Linked DNA regions of Mus musculus: all the other regions are linked to region 1. The links are chromatin contacts, called in public ChIA-PET and HiChIP or PLAC-seq maps. All regions are on one chromosome and are shown on one strand. The core of a region is the stretch at or near the end of the contact, and the rest is flanking DNA. Distances in the headings are between cores, read along the strand shown.

Region 1 (3,675 bases), core at 500-2,999:
TCAACTTCTTACCCATTACTCACTTGTTGCTTACTTCCTTACATTATGACTTACTTATGCTAGAAGACACTTTTGTTTTCTAGGCAAGAGCATGAGAGAGAATGGAGCACAGGACCGCAGAATTTCGGGATTCTAGGAGTCTGTTTTTGAATCTTAACTGTGTTTAGTTTGCCTTCTGATTAGGAATCACCTTGGGTGTGATTCATACTGACCTTGTGTATTCTGTACTTCATGACCATCCAGCCAGTCCGTGCCACTGTTAAAGCAGGCTGCAGGTCAGAGCAGAATTGTGGCCTTTACACATCAAGCATGATTCCTTTACATCCCAGCAGCAAAATCTTCTCTCTCTCTCTCTCTCTCTCTCTCTCTCTCTCTCTCTCTCTCTCTCTCTCTTTCCCCAAGATTCAAAGCTTGCCTGGGAATTCCTCAAAACATAAAAATCTCCAGTTCCAAGACGTTTTTGAAAACTCTTTTATTACCACATCATATAGACATAGAAAATAACATATGGGTACTGGGGAGTTGAAACTCAAGTATTTTAAAGGAATGTAGCATATTAGCTTCTAAATATAGCTCATTGGAATAACGAAGAAAACACATATCTGTGGGCAACTAAAGAAGTAGAAATTAAGAAAGCAAAACCATATAGAAGTAGGAATAGAAAGCAAGCAGCTGAAAAACGAATGAAATTATACAGGAAAACTGAGATGAAGTCTTACCCTAAAGGCAGGAAAATGGTGAGAGTCAAATCCACTTAATTACCATAAAATAATTCAGTTCAAAGGTGAATGTATACCATTTTCCTCAGAAGAATATTATGTGCAGAACCAAATGGTCCTATGACCAAAAGAAAGAAAGGAAGAAAGAAAGAAGGAAGGAAGGAAGGAAGGAAGGAAGGAAGGAAGGAAGGAAGGAAGGAAGGAAGGAAAGAAGGAAGGAAGAAATCAAAACTGTGGCTTGCCAGTTCATCATGCAGCTAACACATGGTTTTCATGCTCTGCTATGTGTATTAAGAAGAAAACGGGTTGTATTTTGAGAGAGTTCAGGTGTAGAGTTTTAGAATACTCTATTACAGCACAATAAAAAAAGACTTATTTTTATCAACAGTTCTAGGTGAAAGGGGGCTGTACATATATCCAGTGAAAATATTTTCAAGCATAAAATGTTCTATCCCAAAGGGTTTGAATATCAAGTGTTACAAATACTCGTTCATCTGCCCTGTGTCTGCCTCACAGACACTTTGCCTTAGCCTATACCAATATGGATAAAATGAAACAAAATAACCAAACCAAAATACACCCTCAACTTTCCATAGTCAGCCTGGGACAGGTGGGAAATGGTGCTCTTGAAGAAACTTGCCCTTGGGAAGCCAAGTTGTGATGGTCAACCCTCCTGGCAAACGTGCCATTGGTTTCATCTATTTATATTTTCAGATCTGTTAATTATTCACAGTTTTGGCAGCACCGTTGCTTCATACACAGTTGGTGGCTGCCATCCACCAACACCCTCCAAGCCCATGTGCCTAATGCCATAAAAAAGAAAGTGACCTTCACTCCTCCCTCTGAAGCTTTAACAATACCGGCAATTTCCGCATATGACACAGCCACACAGTTTTATCGTGGAATGAGTGTTAACCTCTCAACATAATTCTGTGGTTTCTAAGTGTTCAGCCAATATCAGCTCAAGGAAATAGCTGTGTACAGAGAGGATTTGGTAGGCCCCAAAAGAGAAAAGAGAACAGAAAAAAGGAAGAATGTATTTTGTGGTTTTAAGTCTTATGGTTTAGGGCATCCCTTGGGGTTCAGTGCCATGAGCAGACAGGAAGTATCCATTCACAAGTTTCAGTCCCTCTATACTGTATTTGGTATCAGAATTTAAGTGAATTCAGGCCTGAGTGCCAGCATCCATCAGTTTCACATGATTAACCAAGACTCCATTCTTACCTATGTGGTCCTTGCAGAACCCCAGTACCATACGCAAATGAGAAAGAAAGAAAAAGAGCTGTTCTGCTTGGTTAGAGGTGTAATGTAATTGTTCAGGTGTGCCTGAGCCTCGAGCTTCTGTTGTTGGAAGGAAGTCACAAGTTACCTGCACACACTGCAACCATCTCAGAGATTCAAGGTTCCAAGTAACACCATGCAATAGCCATGAAAGTGTTGCCCTAGTTTGAAGGACATTGAGAACAGCTCTACTGTAATTGTCCATAAAGAAGGATTTTTCAAGTCATAAAGTATTCAAAAATTAGCTTTGTTATTTAGTTGACAATATTTTGTGAGGTTGGCCTACTGCCTAATAAATGAGCTTGTCTATTTACTACATTTAATTTTGAGATTTTTGTTTTGTTTTTTAGTTTTTTTGGTTTTTGCCTGTAGTACAGTAATAGGAAAATATTCAAGAATATAACAGAGTCAGAAGGTTTTTTAGATAAAGTTATGGATTCCATATAACATACTCCTATATTAGCATACATCTGATTGATTTGATTTTAAATTTATTAAATCCTTAACAATTTTGCAAACACCCAAGAAGGTAATTCTAAAACAGGATTTGTCAGACAATTGAATTCATAAGAATTGTCTAAAGAAACCTTTACTTTGAAAAGTCATGTCTATTGTTAAATTCTACTATGCTTGTTTGAAAAATAGCCATGTTACTACAGAGTCATACCCCATCCATGGTTTAAGCCAAGTAATAGCTCTGCTAAAAAGACTGGGTTTTTCTGTGTGTGTATGCATGTGTGCGTGTGTGTGTGTGTGTGTGTGTGTGTGTGTGTGTGTTGTAGATATATGTATCTTTAAGCACATAGACTTACTTTAGAGCTCTGTAGTCCAGAACAGGTATATGGGTTTATGTCATCATGGAGTGAGACTCCTGATCCTCTAAACTGTTTCATCAGAGTGAAATGCAAGTAGCTGCTGCAGACAAGTCAGTTATTCTCAGTTGCTCCTCCCATGTCTATATTGTGATTTAATTAGGGCAGTTTCTTCTGGCTTTGATTCTTTGACTTGGTCACTTCTGAAATGCCTTTGTCAGTTCTGTACTAGTAGCTGAATTCTGTTAAGGTAGGTGTGATAGCAAATGAAGCATCCAGACAAGCATCTTATACTAGATTAGTCATATTTTGGAATCTTTCATAGAGAAATTGTCATTGCCAGGGAGTTACTGGAGAATTGGGCAGTGACACTCGACGTCCAAGGTTCTTTGACTTCATCTAGTTATCAAAAGCCTACAGGTTTTGAAGCCATGCTGTATGCTGCTTGTATGGGGAAGGCCCTGCAAGGTCCAAAAGATGATGGGTTCCCCCCTTCCCCCCGCTTTCCTCAGCGAAGAGGACTCTGCTTTCTTCAGGAGTGCTGATTCACTACTTTTCCTAAGAGACCTTGGAGTTTTGTCACATAGGCTTTTGTTCCTTGGCCACAGCAGTGTGCTGCTGAGTTTCTGATCTTTCAGTAGTTGTATGCGGGCATGTATGTGAAGCTGATGTCTATGCTAGCAGATTTTGGTCCTGTTGACAGTTGTACAGCCAAATGGTTTGTTTATATAACTAACGATTAGTACATTAGCATGAATATTAACACACAAATTAGTGTTTGTTGAGCTTGATAAAACACTATTCTTGGCAGAGTTGGAGGTTAGATTTGCCTCTGGGAGGTCTGAACTGAGAATCTAGGAAAG
Region 2 (3,675 bases), core at 693-3,192, 930 kb before region 1:
TGCTTTGCAACTCTGCAGTGTAAACACATCATTTCTTCATGTTACCAGTAATGTTCTCATTGTGAAGTCCAATAAATTCTATCATAAGAACTATGCCCAATGGCAGGTCACAGCATTTTTAAACTCATCTATTGGCTTTTGAGAATGCAGACTTCCCTTTTCCTTGTTTTTTTTTTTTTTTCTAGCTCTGTGATCAACACTTTACTGTTTAATTCATGAATATCTCTGATTTCCCTGTCTCATTAGTGTTTATTTTTCATACTTCTTCTTGCCCATTGGACTTTCCCTTTGTGCACTCTTTCCTTGGAGTTTTTACTTACTTCTAACACAGCTTAGTCTTTTTTCCCTTCTATATTAGTTGTACATTTCAGCTTTAGATTTTAATTCATTATGATCCTATTAACACCTTCAGCTGGTCTATCCATTGTCTTCAACCTCCTTCCTAGAGGCTCCCAGATTGTAATACATAACAGCACACAACAGCTACCCGATGAATGTTTATTTTGCTATACATGAGCACCCACCATCTAAATTCTACATCGATATGATAAATGATCACTGAATGCTGGCCATAGTCTCAAGCAGGATCAGTTCTGACTAATGCTTACCAACCTTTATTAGGTGTGGGTCTTCCTATTTTTACCGTTAAATCTAGTGCAAGAGACACACATTGGTTTTATCTTTTGAGACAATCCTGATGAAACATCATTTTTGCTAAAGTTATTGAGACAGACTCTAAGGTCCCACAGTGCTTAGTAAGAGACAATGGAGTGGTTGCCTAGCAATGGCTGTTGCAGCTCTGAGAAGAAGGAAGAGAGACAAAAGTGTGGTGATCTTACTAATCCTAGTCTATGAGATAAACACTTGTAGTATGAATATTAATCAAAGCCAAAATTTTGCTTCCTGGCTTACAGCTTACACTTTCATTTTAACTAACATCTATAGTTGTTTATAATTCCTAATATTTTGCTTCAGCAAATTCCTTATTCTTCAAGCAAATCTTACAAGTTTTATGCTATGATTATTTCCATAATTTCCTAACCTAGAAACATAAAACATCACCCCACTGCTCCCCTTTATCTTCTCTAATTTCCATTCCCTGCAAAAAAATAAAACAAAACAAAACAAAAAAAAAAAAAACAAAGGCCTTCCTAGAACATCTTAATCCACAACACAGGCACCTGGTGTTCTGGAAATCAAATTGTCTCAACTCTTCATTTATCATTTAAACACACAATTCTTTCAGCTATATCTCAGGATATTTTGACTGAACTACTGAGTGCCCCTTGTGGTATTGGTTCCCTTTATTCTTTGTGGTATCTTCTGTTACATTTTAAGGGAGTCCTTTTGCCTATCATATAAGCAACCTGCTTCTGTTTGGCTGTTTTTTTGGGGGGGGGGTTGTAGGACTCTTTGCTTAATACATTATCTTTCTTATAGCAGGAACTCATAAGAGGTTTTATTTAGTTATTACGTAGTCCAGCATATGTTTTATTTATATCATTGTATTTAGTCTGTGTAAAACCCACAAGGTTTAAATATCTAATATCAAAATATACCAATACTATGAAGTTTAAAAGGAATGAATAAGAAACAAAATGTTTGTCCAAAGCAAGCAATGTTGATAGTAGCTGCTGGACATTTGGTGCAAATGAACAGAGGAGATGCTAAAGGTCTCACTGGAGAATGCACTGAAATGTCTTTTTCCTTAGATATTCAAACTCTGTTAGTCAGAAGACTAACTTGGGAGTGGTCATATACCTCTGTCTCTTCTTAGATAACTGCAAAGTGTTCATGAAGAGACCCAAAATTTCTAGAATACCTTCTAGAATCTATACAACATGAAATATGCAAGACCGCCAAAGGTCTGTGTGTGTGTGTGTGTCTGCCAGATGCCCTGAAATACTTTGTAAGGTGTAATTTGACTGCAGCCATCATGGATGTCCACTTGGGGGCACCAAAATGATGCCTCTGTTTTCTTTATTTCTCATAGCAAGATTATTTTACAATGATTCTGTATGCAATTATTTTAGTATGAGGACAAGTTGGTAATGGTTTATATTTATCATTTATTCAAGCAGCTTGATTTTTAATGCCTGTTATCTCTCTATTAATGAACTAGAAACCAGTTGCTTCCAAGAGTGGGTAATGTCCTCCTGATGGGTAGAACATTGGGCCAGGAAACAGCCAATACAAGAGCCAGAATAGAATCAGAGTTTCAGGGACCTCAGAGGTTAAAACCTGACCTCCTGCTAATTCACAAATACCCTCTGCAATGCCCCTGGCAAGTAATCATCCCCTTCCAGGTCTGGAGGACTGCTGGGTAATTGAGTGATTAAGCAAACTGCTTAGAAATACATTACAGAATCATAGGATAACTGTGTAGAAAAGGACCTTAGCGATGAACAAGCCAACCCTTGACTCCAAGAATTGGGCTAGCAAGGTCAAGTGGTTCACTCATGTCTGAAAGTTAGCAGAGCAGCTAAAACTACACTTTTGAGTGCCTGAGTCAGACAATTATGCCAGCATAGTTAGTGCTCCTCTGTTTGTTAAACTGTGGTGACAACCGTGAATAGAAAATGAGGAGAAGCCATTGCACAATGAGGATGCTGGACAAAATATTCTGATTATAGAGTTGTGGCATGTCCTGGAAGTGGAAGGGAAGGAGTCACAATTGGAAGTTCAGTTAGAAATTAATCAAATCAGGCAATGCAATTCAATCCAAATTGTGTCATGCCCAATAATAATAATATTTTCAGGACCACTTTCAGGAAGAATGGTGGCAGAAACCACCAGATTTGAACAAGAATTATTTATCTTCCCAGTGATCTTGTCTTGCTCCCAGGGTTAGAAGAATTCACTCGTTAATTCACACTATTCATTTGGGTTTCACTTTTTGGTTCATTTTGCCAGGCTTATCTGGTAGATACAAGTAACTTTAAAAATACATGTATCTCCCCGTTGAACTGCAGTACTTTCAGCTGTAGCTCCTTATTTGAACAGCTTGAGGACTAATTTGAATCGCACTTCTCTTGTGGGTGTTCCAAAAGCTTGTGCTATCTCAGGGAGTTGCCTTGTGGAGACATTAAAGATGTTTTTTAAATGAAGCACATCAAGATTCGCTAAATTACATATGGTTTGATCTAGGAAAGGACAATTGGAGACTTCATTAAAATAGATTTATTCCAACTTCATGTATGGAAATAAATTTTCTTGTGATAACTTGGTCTGTGCCCATCCAGATTGTAGCATTTCCCTAGTTTCTAAATTAAATGTTTCTACATGTGAATCTTGGCTCTATATGGGCATATATTAAAAGGCTTAGTCATCATTATTTTAAGTATCCCAGAATTGAGTCAGGTTTCTCAGGAGCTTTGCAGCTTAGTCGCTTGCTTTGATTTGGTTCACTTTCAATTATCTTCCCTTCCTCTTCTCCTGTGTTTCTGCTTTTAAAAAAAAAATATCTATTTTAACTTTAGGTAAGAACTAAACTATCTTCTGTTGCATAAATCTTGGTCTTCTCTGCATTGTTGCCTTTAAGTGCTGAGCCTTTTTCTAGTAGAAGGGAGAGATTCCTACTTCAAGGGGACAGATTTTATATACTATGTCATTTCAATAAAGAAATATAAGGAAATTTTTCTTAGATTGGCTTTTAAATTGGGAGAAGCAAGTGAC
Region 3 (3,675 bases), core at 824-3,323, 830 kb before region 1:
TCACTTTATTGCTATGTTCCTTTAGCAGAATGATAGTATATTTTCCCCTTGGCCCATGACCTAGCTATTCTATCTCTTGGCTCCTTCGTCAGTCTCAGGTATGGGTTCTATCTCATGGAATAGACCTTAAATCCAATTAAAAATGGTTGGTTACTCCCACAACATTTGTGCCACTATTTTTTTCAGCATATCTTGCATTTAGGTCACTTTGAGATCACAGAGTTTGTAGCTGAGTTAGTCTTTATCTTTCTCCTCTGATATTATGCAAAGTACCTTTCAGAACCACGAACATGTGGTCAGTAGAGGTAAAGGATCTAGTTAGGTACTAGATCAACTTCTCCACGTTCAAGAAAAACTATATGTGTTGTCTTCAGCATTAGAGCCATGATACCAGAATGTGACAAGCAAAGTACTGTGGGTAGGCATTAATCCTAATAATTGAAAGTTGGTTGTTTTGAATTTTCATTTACAAAATTGTTTTATCCCTTCCAAGTCTTTGTGTTTCAGATACAGATTAATGTTGTCTATGTCAATAAAGTCTTTTCAGGCATTTTGAACATAATTGTGTTACAGTTCTATATCAATTTAGCGTTGTTCTGATGCCAAATGACTTTTCCATTAATCAACATGATATATTAATTCTAATCCTCTTTAAATTCTTTTATTAATGTTTTCTGACATTTATCATATAAATTCTCTGCATGTTTTGTAGGGTGTATCCATAAGCAATTTACTTTTTTCGTGACTAAAAAACAGGGTTTAGTGTTTTATTTCACCTGTTTATTGGTAACTTATAAAAACATAATGAATGTTCATGTGATAATTTTGTACTATAAGTTCCTTTTGATTCACATAGTAAAAAGACTTTTGTTGTTGCTGTTGGTTCTGTGGAATATGTTTTTATGTTGACAGTAATGTTATGTACATCTACGCAATTTTATTTCACCTTTGTTCTTAGATTCACATGCAGTTTTTAAATTTGATAACCAAAAGTCTTATCTATAAAGGACATAGTGATAAATTGGGCATCATTAAAACAAAGAAAATTGATTCTGAAAGATCCTCTCATGTAGCTAAATACTTAGATTTTTATAAGTGAAACAAAAACAAACAGAATACAAAGCATCTAACTACAAAGCAAACCGAGGTTCCCACAGAAATTATAGTGAATACATGTCACATTTGGGTGAGTCTTCAGGTTTCTATGCTGAATGAAAAAGTCAAGCTACTAAGCCATGTAGCTTTTATTTTCACTCACATACCATTTCAGAATGACAAAAGATGGCAAATATGAACCAAGGCTTGCCAGGACTTGGGCATGTAAATGGAGGAAATTAGACAAGTTGAGGGGCTAATCTATAGAAGACAACTGGGTGGATACCTAAGGTGATAGAACTGTCTTGTATTCTGACCTTGGTGCTGACTGTACAATGTAAACACTGTATGCAGATGCACAAAGAATAATGAACCAAAAGCTGGTTATCTAAGGAATGTACATAGATCTAAATAACCACAGTCAAGCTCCTCTCTCTGCTCTTCCTTAAGAGGTACAATCTGTTACAACAGAAGAATAGACAGGGAAAGGATGAATGGATATATATCTATCACTTTTTACAATTCTCACCAAATAACAAGTTAGAAATTGATACCAAGAAGCCCAAGTATAGGAAAGGAACACATGTTTCCTGTTAGCTTATCACATGATTGACATAAATGACAGCAACTGACTCTGGCTTTGACAATTTTAAGGTATACTACCTAAACAATCCATAGAAGTGCTCAATTTTATGTTAATATATATATATATATATATATTCATATGTATATATACACACATGTATATATATACATATGTATATATCACTTTTAAAATGTTATTTTGGGTGTTTTTGACCATCCTTTTGAGATTAGGATCTGGCATATTTACCTACATCTAGCTGCCATGTGGTTAAGCAAGTTTTCCACAGACACAAGACTTGGTAATATGAAGACAGGAAAGAAATAAATGTCTAGATGGGGGCCCCTTCCTCTAGGCCACACTGGCTTCCTCAACCATCAACCACTCTACAGAAAAGCTTACCTATCATCCCTGCAGCACATTTCCTTGGTTAGCCACAGAGCCCACACCTTTACTTTCTAGAGGTCAACTTCTCAAAAATAGCTAGCATGTTTGAGACTGACTAAGTCAGTTTATGCTGCAGAAGGGAAAGCCATGTACAATTTGATTGGCAGTGTCATTATAGATAGCTGAACAAAGAAGCATTTAGTGACACTTTTATTCTGTGGCACATTAAAATGGAGTTGGAAAAATTTGAGCAATGCTTACACTAATCCAAATGAAAATTAGTTAAATATTTGATTTTTAAGGATAAAAAGGGAGAGGTGATAATCTATTAGGCACTTAATGTAGAGAATGGGTAATATACATGTGAAATAGGAGTACTATTGGTCTTAAGATCCAAAAGTAGTAGTTACTTGTGTATTAAAAAACACAAAAATGTCTACTGTAGAAAACAGTTGCAATATTTTGTTTATTTAAGAAACAAGTTCTAATTTGAAAAGAAAAAAAACCTTTTATCTATGAAATCATGTTAGTCAATTAATATTAACAATTGTTTGTCCATTTTCAGCAGATTTTAAATTGAGTGAAGCATTATTGGTTGATAAATGTCCCCACCAAACTGAAGTTTCTGTGCTGTCATTAAGACATTCCAATAAAGCCGTTCACGTCTCTAAGACTAAATTGATCTGTGATGGACATTTATCCACCACTGAAATGTTCAGCGGCTCCAAATGAAATATACCCTGGCTCTGATGGACACTGGATAATAATGTACTAAAGAAAGCACAATGTAATCCGAATAACCTAGCATATGGAGCTGCAAAGAGAGAAGGTAGTGTTGAGAGGACACACTCCCACAAGCTGTTCTTTCACTTTAAAATCTAGCTGTGAGGAATTGGTAGTGTCATTGCTGCATTAGTGGTGTGTGTAAGAACAACCTAAAGTCTTTATTGAAATGCAAGCCTCCAGGCTTCTCTCTGAGTCTCACCCTTATTGATGATGTCAAGTCTGAAATATGATGCAGAAATGTGCATTTTCACACATATTGGGAGTTCCGTTTGCTTCATGAACCTGGTTAGTTCCTATGCATTGTTAAGAACTAGAAAGTTATGTCCTGGCTCAGAAGATGCAGTTCATAGTCCACACATCAGCTTTTGTAGAAACATAAGAGAGACTGAGAAAGGACAAGAACATAGGCCTTGATCACAGCTGACTTAGGAAAACATATACTTGTTATCATCTGCTCAATATGTTCATTTCAACCTGGAAGTGCATTGTGATAAGTCAAGGTCTCCATTTTCAAACTATTTTTATTACCAGTAGAGTCCCTATCATGTTGGTGTCCTATTTTGCCCATGACATAATATGACATGACAAGAGATGAATATAAACAGATAAGAGCATTTGAAGAGGGTGGCATTTGTTTTGTTTCCTCATGAGTAGATTCAAACACACGGACGCCACCATTGGAGACTCTTTTTTTCCCTCTTTAGTAGCTCACACCAGAGAGGGTTGGGTATGGATGATCTGATAAGGACATACACAAGCAGATCACATCCTTCCTTTTTCTCTGGCACCCTATTACCAACAACTTCTTTTAATAGATTAAAATA

What was found. HiChIP or PLAC-seq counts read pairs in DNA pulled down with a chosen protein or histone mark. ChIA-PET counts read pairs in DNA pulled down with a chosen protein or histone mark.
Region 2: a RAD21 HiChIP or PLAC-seq map of pro-B cells shows a contact between it and region 1, with 25 times the contacts expected there. The contact joins two enhancer-like sites. A contact is called at or near these places in 1 of 15 datasets of contacts at CTCF or cohesin (pro-B cells), 1 of 484 Hi-C or Micro-C datasets (macrophages), 2 of 115 datasets of contacts at active chromatin or transcription factors (acute myeloid leukemia and large pre-B cells) and 2 of 9 other capture datasets (embryonic tail and embryonic trunk).
Region 3: a contact with region 1 is called in an RNA polymerase II ChIA-PET map of effector CD8 T cells, with 9 times the contacts expected there. The contact joins two enhancer-like sites. A contact is called at or near these places in 2 of 115 datasets of contacts at active chromatin or transcription factors (effector CD8 T cells and large pre-B cells).

Annotation. Positions count from the first base shown.
Region 1 is chr4:6,922,960-6,926,634 of GRCm38.p6, reverse strand. The region is part of intron 1 of Tox (thymocyte selection-associated high mobility group box); the gene reads left to right. Among named protein-coding and RNA genes, the nearest start is that of Tox, 66 kb to the left of the region's middle. Within about 2 kb of position 1,749, at least 92 of the 459 cell types and tissues checked have an H3K27ac peak or open chromatin away from gene starts, as enhancers often do. A contact at or near this core is called in effector CD8 T cells and pro-B cells, where this site is marked.
Region 2 is chr4:7,851,823-7,855,497 of GRCm38.p6, reverse strand. No RefSeq gene overlaps it. Among named protein-coding and RNA genes, the nearest start is that of Gm23860, 33 kb to the right of the region's middle. Within about 2 kb of position 1,942, at least 19 of the 459 cell types and tissues checked have an H3K27ac peak or open chromatin away from gene starts, as enhancers often do. A contact at or near this core is called in pro-B cells, where this site is marked.
Region 3 is chr4:7,754,084-7,757,758 of GRCm38.p6, reverse strand. No RefSeq gene overlaps it. Among named protein-coding and RNA genes, the nearest start is that of Gm23860, 65 kb to the left of the region's middle. Within about 2 kb of position 2,073, at least 17 of the 459 cell types and tissues checked have an H3K27ac peak or open chromatin away from gene starts, as enhancers often do. A contact at or near this core is called in effector CD8 T cells, where this site is marked.